Regions from separate parts of the Mus musculus genome. Here region 1 is linked to region 2. The links are chromatin contacts, called in public promoter capture Hi-C maps. All regions are on one chromosome and are shown on one strand. The core of a region is the stretch at or near the end of the contact, and the rest is flanking DNA. Distances in the headings are between cores, read along the strand shown.

Region 1 (3,808 bases), core at 1,283-3,782, 94 kb before region 2:
TCACGATGCTCAGAAGCATGTCGTGAAAGCAGCTGGCTCTCACACACTGTATGGCTTCACTGCACAGTTGCTTCATTTCAAAACTCTATAAAGTAATATTCCGTGCTCACATTACTCATCCTATGGAGATTGCTCTCAAAAGGCAAGAAAAGAAAATATTTCACTATCCAAATGAATGCTGAAACTTGCAGTACAGTTATATTTTGGCACAGATAAAGAAAATCCTTGCTAGTTCATCAATATATGTTAATATTTTCTGTTAGAAGATAACCAATTGCACATAAATTCCAACTTGCATTTAAGAATCCAGAAAGGGGCAAGAAAATGGTTATTTTTAACATGCTGATGCTTTTCACACCCAGATTCAGCCACGCCAGTGGGGAGAGGTGTCAACTATGGCTTTACTCCTTTTGAATCTGAGAACTGTAGTCACTTCCATGACATTTCAAAAACTGGATCAAGAGTGATTCTTTTTATGATCCTGATTCTTCTAATTTTAAATCTCATTTAGGAAGCAACTTCTGCAAACTATGAAGGTTATCTGGATAGTCTGTAGCTGCTCTTACTTCTCTAGTGAACTGGAAGCAGAGATGGAGAGAAAAAAAACTGAACCAAAGCCATCCTTTCTCCTTGAAAATAGAGCGACTGAATATATGAGCCCCCCTCAGATATGAGATCCATTAGGGGGTCCTTTGCACCTAACTGTGTAAGGGTCCTTGGCTGTGGTGTGACTTGCACAAGAAGTACACAGAGACCCTGAAAGGCCCTTTAGTCCTCGCTGGAAAACACTGTTGGAGAGACTGTAAATGATACAGTTGCAGAAACTGTTACTAATAGCAAGCCAGGTAGTCAGGAAGGATGCAAGGCGGCTGCTGCAGCCAGTAGAACTCTCCAGCAAGAAGTAGATGATGTATGGCAACCAGAGGACATAAAACACACTGGTGATTCTGAATAGGACCATGGCATAGCGCTTATCTGGACAGGTCTGGGGTTCCCCAGTCTCCCCATTCTGGCTGCTGAATCGGGCTTGCCTTTCGCTGATTTCTTTTGTGTGCTGCTGGCAGATGCGGAAGATGTTGAAATACGTGAAGCAGACAATGAGGGCAGCTGGGGCGTACAGCATCATCACGATGAACAATGTGAAGTAGGAGTTGGTGTGCCAGGACTCTGCACACCACTGAAATACATCTCCATGATATCCGGGTTTACCCCAGTGGAAGAAGGAAGGCAGGAAGACCAGGGTGGAATACAGCCAAATCAGAAAAATACAGAGGCGTAGTCTCCAGGGAGTAACCAGGGTATTATAGGTTAAAGGCTTAGTGATGGCAATATATCTATCAATGCTGATACAGGCCAGAGAAGCCATAGAGATACTCTTCAGAACTGACACTACAAAACCAAATACTTGGCAAGTCATGGCCTCCTCAATCGGAAGAGGGTAGTAGAGGAGTGATAAGGAAGGGACCAGGCAGCTTACCCCAACCAAGAGGTCAGCATATGCCATTGTCTGAATAAAATAACTTGTAGAATGATGGTTCAACAGAGGTGCACAGTGAAACACAAAAATCACAATGATGTTGCCAGAAATAATCAATACAGTTAGAAAGACAATAATCAGCACTTCCAAAAGACAGAACCTGACAGTTTCCAAGTAGCCCAGTGCCAGAAGACAGAAAGGATGGCTGCTCTGATTACCATCCCAGGTGGAGTTCATCTCGTGCTCAGGAACTGGCTCTCACTTCATGCTGCCACCTGGCTGCTGTCTCAGTTCTCAGGAGCAGCTACTGTCACTGCAGTCAGCTTTGCATGCCTGTGACAAAGCCAGGGAGCCCTAGTCATCACGTTCCTGAGGTTGCTGCTGTGGTGGGTATACTGCCTGCTGTACAATTTCCCTTTAAATTCTTCCTGGAATAGGGAAAGCCAACAGCAGTTGTCTGGCCAGTCCCAGACGCAGCCATACTGCCAGTTTCACCAAACACATAGCAAGGGAGTAAGGCAAACTGGGGACAGTGTCTTCAGGCCAAGTGTGGGTGGGGGAGGGGCAGAGGGAGGAAGATTAGTAGCTTCAGCAGGAGTTGTAATGAGTCTCCTCTGAACAGCTGATAGAAGAAAAGGAGAGAGCATTTTACATTTTGCATTCCACATCCTAGACAAAGAACCTAGCTAGCTCTGACTGCCAGCACCCCTCCCACTTCACCCTAAGCAGCCTCCTCCATAAACGGCCCTTACTTTGGAGGAACAGCAATACCATGCTTCCAAGATCAACATAAAGAAATTATAAACCCTCATTTTCTTTTATTTTACGTGTTGTAGGAGAATCTCCTTATGGTAATCCTGAAGACATTATCATTGATAAAAATTAACCAAGATTATTTTCTCCATTAAATCCAATGTACTATTATATCTCTGCAAACACCTTAATACAATTTATCTGCTTAGCTCAATTTCAGAGTGTTACCTGTGATTCTGCATGCTGAAATCCAAACAAAAGCCACAATACATCCTTAACCGAAAGCCTTGCAATGCAGGAATGTTCGTAAAGCCAGCCTACTGCAGAACTAAGGCACAGAGGGAGGGGCTAAAGGAGTAGGAGGAGAAGCAGAGAGAGGGGCTTGGGAAAAGGAAGAAAGGGGGTGGGGCAGGGCAGGGCAGGGCAGGGCAACTTGTGTGCTAGGGCACACACACACTCTAGCGTGCTGGACAACTCATTACCATTTATTCCCATAGAGGAATTCCCGACGGCACAGTAGGCGCTGGCTTGGTGCGCCCACAGGATGTATCTGAAAGCTGTTTCCTTGTCGGTCGGCAATCTTCCTCATAGGTAAATGAGCAGAATTCAGATTGCCAGTAAGAAACATGGGCAGAGGTGGGGATGGAGAGAGGGAGGAGTTGGGATTTGGGCTGAAGTACAGTACCAGAGGAGAGAGGGGGGAAAGTCCTATTTTTTTGTGTCCCTAAGAACAAAGGACAGTGTCACAGGAAGGAAGCATGGTAACAGTACATGGCACCCGAGGAAGTCTAATTCAGCTGCACAAGACGTTACAGCTGAGAGACAATATTCAGCCTCAATTTTCCTTTATCATTTATTAGATATTGGCTAATATTTGGAAATGGTGCTATTTGTTCTCTCCTTCTTCCTCAGTTTAGTTAGGTACTCCACTTGAGTGGAGTGACAGTACACAGATATTTAGGTACCAAGTCTTTGAATCTTACAGTTCAATCTTGTTTCTACTTATCTAAAACAATGCAAATTGAAATAACACACTACTTTTTTGGATAATGTCATAAAGGGTGCTTTCCGTTTTCATAAACTGGGTGCTGTGGGAATGGTATAATTTTGCCTGAATAAAGCCTCACATCATCAGTAAAGGAAAACAAATGCTGCAACTGTAGTAATCCTAGGAGATCTGTACACTTGAACAAAGAACCATGTGATCCAACTTGTATTTTTATTTATTTTTATCCATGCTTTCTTACTGTGGGCAAAGGATGCTTACAATCACAGCTCAGTGAAGTGTGAACACTTTAATTCAGGAAAGTAAGGACCCCCGAGACATGTTCAAGGAGACAAATAACATAATGTGACAGGCCTCAGTAGAGAAGAGCAGCACAGAAGGGACAGCCTCCTGCCTCAGAGATTTTTGTATTTAAGTCACTGTCACTCACAGATAACTTGAGGTACTCCTGTTCCTACTCTCCCAGTCCCTAGCACATGTATGCTGAGGGTTCTACCCCTGAGAACCTCTTACACAATATATCCATCAGTCTCTTGATCTGCAATTTTATAATCCAGTATATCAGCACAGCT
Region 2 (3,697 bases), core at 953-3,452:
GCTCTTCCAAAGGTCCTGAGTTCAAATCCTAGCAACCACATAGTGGCTCACAACCATCCATAATGAGATCTGACGCCCTCTTCTGGTGCATCTGAAGACAGGTACAGTGTACTTATAATAATAAATAAATCTTAAAAAAAAAAAAGAACCTACCTACTGGTTTATATATGTACTAAAAGGTAGATAAACAGATTACCAACTGTCATAGGGCTTGTATTTTAATGGAGGTAGACAAACAATTGTTAAGTTTTTGAAATTAATTTGGAAAAATGCCAGTGATTAAAAAATGATAGGGAAAGCTGGGTCGTGCAGATATCAAGGATCAAGGCCAGCCTGGTCTATAGAGTGATTCCAGGACAGCCAAGACTATACAGGTTTTTGAGCCCTGTCTAAAAAACATAATAGGGAAAGGAAGGTGTGATTGTTAACTTTTAATGTGGTTTTCCATGTTTGGGGAATGTTTCCTGTGTGAAATGGAAAAATATCAAATGGAAGTAGAATGGAAAATGCACACACAGTAGGTTAGGGAACATGTATATATAAAATTACTCATCACTGTCCAGTTGAAAAGAACAGAAATGTGCCAGGTGGTGATGGTGCACACCTTTGAGCCCAGCACTCCAGAGGCAGAGTGAGTTCCAGGAAAGCCAGGGCTACACAAGAAACCCTGTCTTGAAACAAAAACAAAAAGAAAATACCAAAATGTACACCTGATTGTTGGGAAACTTTCTTTTTTGATTAACATAATTGGATGAAATTATGAATAATGAGTTATTAATGTATAGCTGGTGGGGCTGCCAGGTGGTGGTACATGCCTTTAATCCCAGCACTTGGGAAGCAGTCAGATCTCTGCGTTTGAGGCCAGCCTGGTCTACAGAGCTAGTTACAGGCTAGCCAAGGCACCAGAAAACAAAACAAACAACAAACAGGTGGGGCCAATGGATCTTTCACAAAAAAAAACAAAATGCAAAAACTAAAAAGCCGATCTTGTCACACTTGCCAGAAGCTTTGTGTCACTGGAGCTGCAGTTGTAAGCAGTTCAGTCTATGATTCTGCCTGGACCTTTCAATTGCTGGGTTCACAGGGATGCACCATCACATCTGCATTTTTTTTTAAAGATTTATTTATTTATTATATGTAAGTACACTGTAGCTGTCTTCAGACACTCCAGAAGAGGGCATCAGATGTGAGCCACGGTGTGGTTGCTGGGATTTGAATTCAGGAACTTCAGAAGAACAGTCGGTGCTTTTAACCACTGAGCCATCTCGCCAGCCCCACATCTGGATTATAACTCATGTATATTTAAAGCTTCATTAGAGAAATTTCCATATTCTAACTTACATACAGATTATTATCATGGATGTTGCTGAACATTTTGTTTCACATTCAGTTGCACATCATTAGCATAGATTCACAATATTAACCTTTTAGGATTACTTTGATAAATTAACTATAAAACTAAAATGCTTTTAAAATATCAGTTATCATACAGCCTGGCATATTTGTTTATAATTGTTGCTTTTCTCATCCTTATTTTCAGTCTTTCTTCATAATTCCTACCTTACAGGTTGCCATAAGTCCTCTAACAAATATTGAGTTATAATTCCAAAACTTGTAAAATTTGATCCTTCTCACTTTTGAGGCATCTGGGATTTTAGATGAGGTAGGTGGGTTTGCCAAACGTTTTCACTTTGGTCCTGGTTTTTGTAAACTGGAGAATTATTTGCTAATCTGGTTAGTATCTCACTACAAAGAGAGTAAAGTAGACTGTAACATAGATGAAGCAGGTTCTGCTCTATGGATGATAAATTTAACGTTGGCTCAATCTTGCAAGCCTCCTGGTCAAGGCTTAGATGTGCAGGGAGTTTCCCATAAGGCCCTTCGTCTTGCCTAGTCCTCGCATCATCTCCCACAGTACTCTGGGGTTCCTTTGTCATGTGACGAGGGTGGCTTTCTTCTTCAGAGGGAAACTGATGCGCAGTTCTGGTGGCCGGGCCACTACGCTTCCCTTCTGCCCCAACTCCCGGGCTTGCGTAATCTCGCGTGAAGTGAACAGTATCTTCTCGCGAGAGCTAAATCGGGATCCCTCCAGGTCCGCCTCCGTGGTGAGGAGGAGGAGGAGAAGGAGGAGGAGGAGGCGGAGGGAGGGAGGAGGAGGAGGCCCCGTCGCGGCCTTCGCCGCCGCCAACGGGGCTGTCCCTGTAGCTCCCGATGGAGTTTGAGGCCCTGAAACCGCCGCCGAGCTCTGCCCCGGCGAGACGAGGCGCCTCCGTCGCCGAGCCGCGCCGTCGCGGGGCCCCCGGGAGCGGCCCTTAGCGACCCCGCCCGGGCCCCTCAGGTAGGGCGGGGGCGGGCAAGATGCGGCTGGGGCCCTGGCCCGGCTGCCGGGTCCTCAGAGGTGGGGCGGGGAGCTGTCTCTGCCCGGCGGCCTGTGCACGGTGGCCGCCGGTACCCCGAGGGTTGGGAGTCGCGGGCCGCACCTGACACGACAGAGAGGCCCCTCGCTCTGGTAGGGCTTTTTGATGCGAAGCGAAACGCTCAGATGGCCACCTTTCTCCAGCACCGGCTGAAGGGACGCCTCTGACCACTGAGGATCCCACCCGAACAGAGGCCGGCTTCCTTCTTTGCTTAACCCATGTAGGAAGAGGGGCTTTCGAAAAGGTCCCCGAGATCAGGTCCTGTCTTAGCGTTTTCTTTTCAGCCCTTGGGCTTACCGAGACCACAGCGCTGGGATGGAGGCGATCTGAGTGTTGTAAATAGGGACCCTGGCTAAACAATGCCCAGGGAGGGCTTAACCTCCCTGGAGGGAGATGGCTGGACCAGGGGATGTGACTAGGAGCGATGGCATGAAGCACAGCCAGGGAATTCTGCTATAGTTTTCTTTCCCCCTTTCTTATTATTTTCCTTGGGGGAGCCTCATAAGGAGACTCTTCCACCATCTTAGGAGAATGGTAGAAAGCATCTTTGTTTCTAAGAGAAACAGCTGTACTTTTCTGTCGTTAGGAAGGAGATAAGGGTAGCTGTCATTTCCATCCTTGAAATCACCAGAGTTTTTAAGATACTGGCAGACACAGCCTTCAGACCAAAATAGTCTAAAGTAATCACAGACATTAAGTATTCAAATTCAGTGATTCTCAACCTGTTTAGATTTTTGTTTAAGCTCCACCTCGGTTCTTTTTAATCCCACTGTCCTCCTAACCTTAGGACCCTAAGGAATTTCTTCTCATCTTGACCCACTGTAATTAGAGTTGACTTTATATCCCGAATAAAGTGTTAAAAGTGTTTTACAAATCTTCCTGTCATTTTTAGTAGTCAGGCTTTAAAGTTCCAGTAAAAACTTGGAGTTAACCAGAGAAAGCTAATAATGGCACACTAAAGTGATATTATTTGACAGAAGGAAAGAAACGAATGTTCTAGTTGGTGGGTCTAGTCTCTTTGTGGTTAACTTGTATACACAGCCTAAGACTTGGACTCATTAAGAATAGTTTGTAGATTCCTGTTTTTACCTTTTATGTGGTTAAAAAACTACATCACTGATCTGACATCAATATCCATGTTAAATTGTTTACTTAAATTGTTTACTAACACAGTCAGTTCTTGAAAACCCAGAGACTATTCTATCCTATTAAAGGCTATTTTCCAATATTACCATTGTTTTGTTGATTTGGTGATTCATGTTTCCCACATTCAGAGTTTG

What was found. Promoter capture Hi-C pulls out the DNA fragments that hold promoters and counts their contacts.
Region 1: a contact with region 2 is called in a promoter capture Hi-C map of second pharyngeal arch cranial neural crest. The contact joins the promoter of Gpr21 here to the promoter of Rc3h2 in region 2. A contact is called at or near these places in 17 of 39 promoter capture datasets (the 3T3-L1 cell line, 3T3-L1-derived adipocytes, the C10 cell line and 12 more), 2 of 484 Hi-C or Micro-C datasets (nephron progenitors and stem cell-derived neural stem cells), 4 of 115 datasets of contacts at active chromatin or transcription factors (bone marrow-derived macrophages, embryonic stem cells and epiblast stem cells) and 3 of 9 other capture datasets (adipose tissue, liver and pancreatic islet).

The regions. Positions count from the first base shown.
Region 1 is chr2:37,515,350-37,519,157 of GRCm38.p6, reverse strand. It overlaps Gpr21 (G protein-coupled receptor 21), which reads right to left and starts at 2,532. Exons shown (of 2, transcript NM_177383.4): 1 at 2,459-2,532; 2 at 1-2,099. The coding sequence starts at 1,714. The coding sequence ends at 665. The region is part of intron 13 of Rabgap1 (RAB GTPase activating protein 1); the gene reads right to left.
Region 2 is chr2:37,421,408-37,425,104 of GRCm38.p6, reverse strand. It overlaps Rc3h2 (ring finger and CCCH-type zinc finger domains 2), which reads left to right and starts at 2,202. Exons shown (of 22, transcript NM_001100591.1): 1 at 2,202-2,338.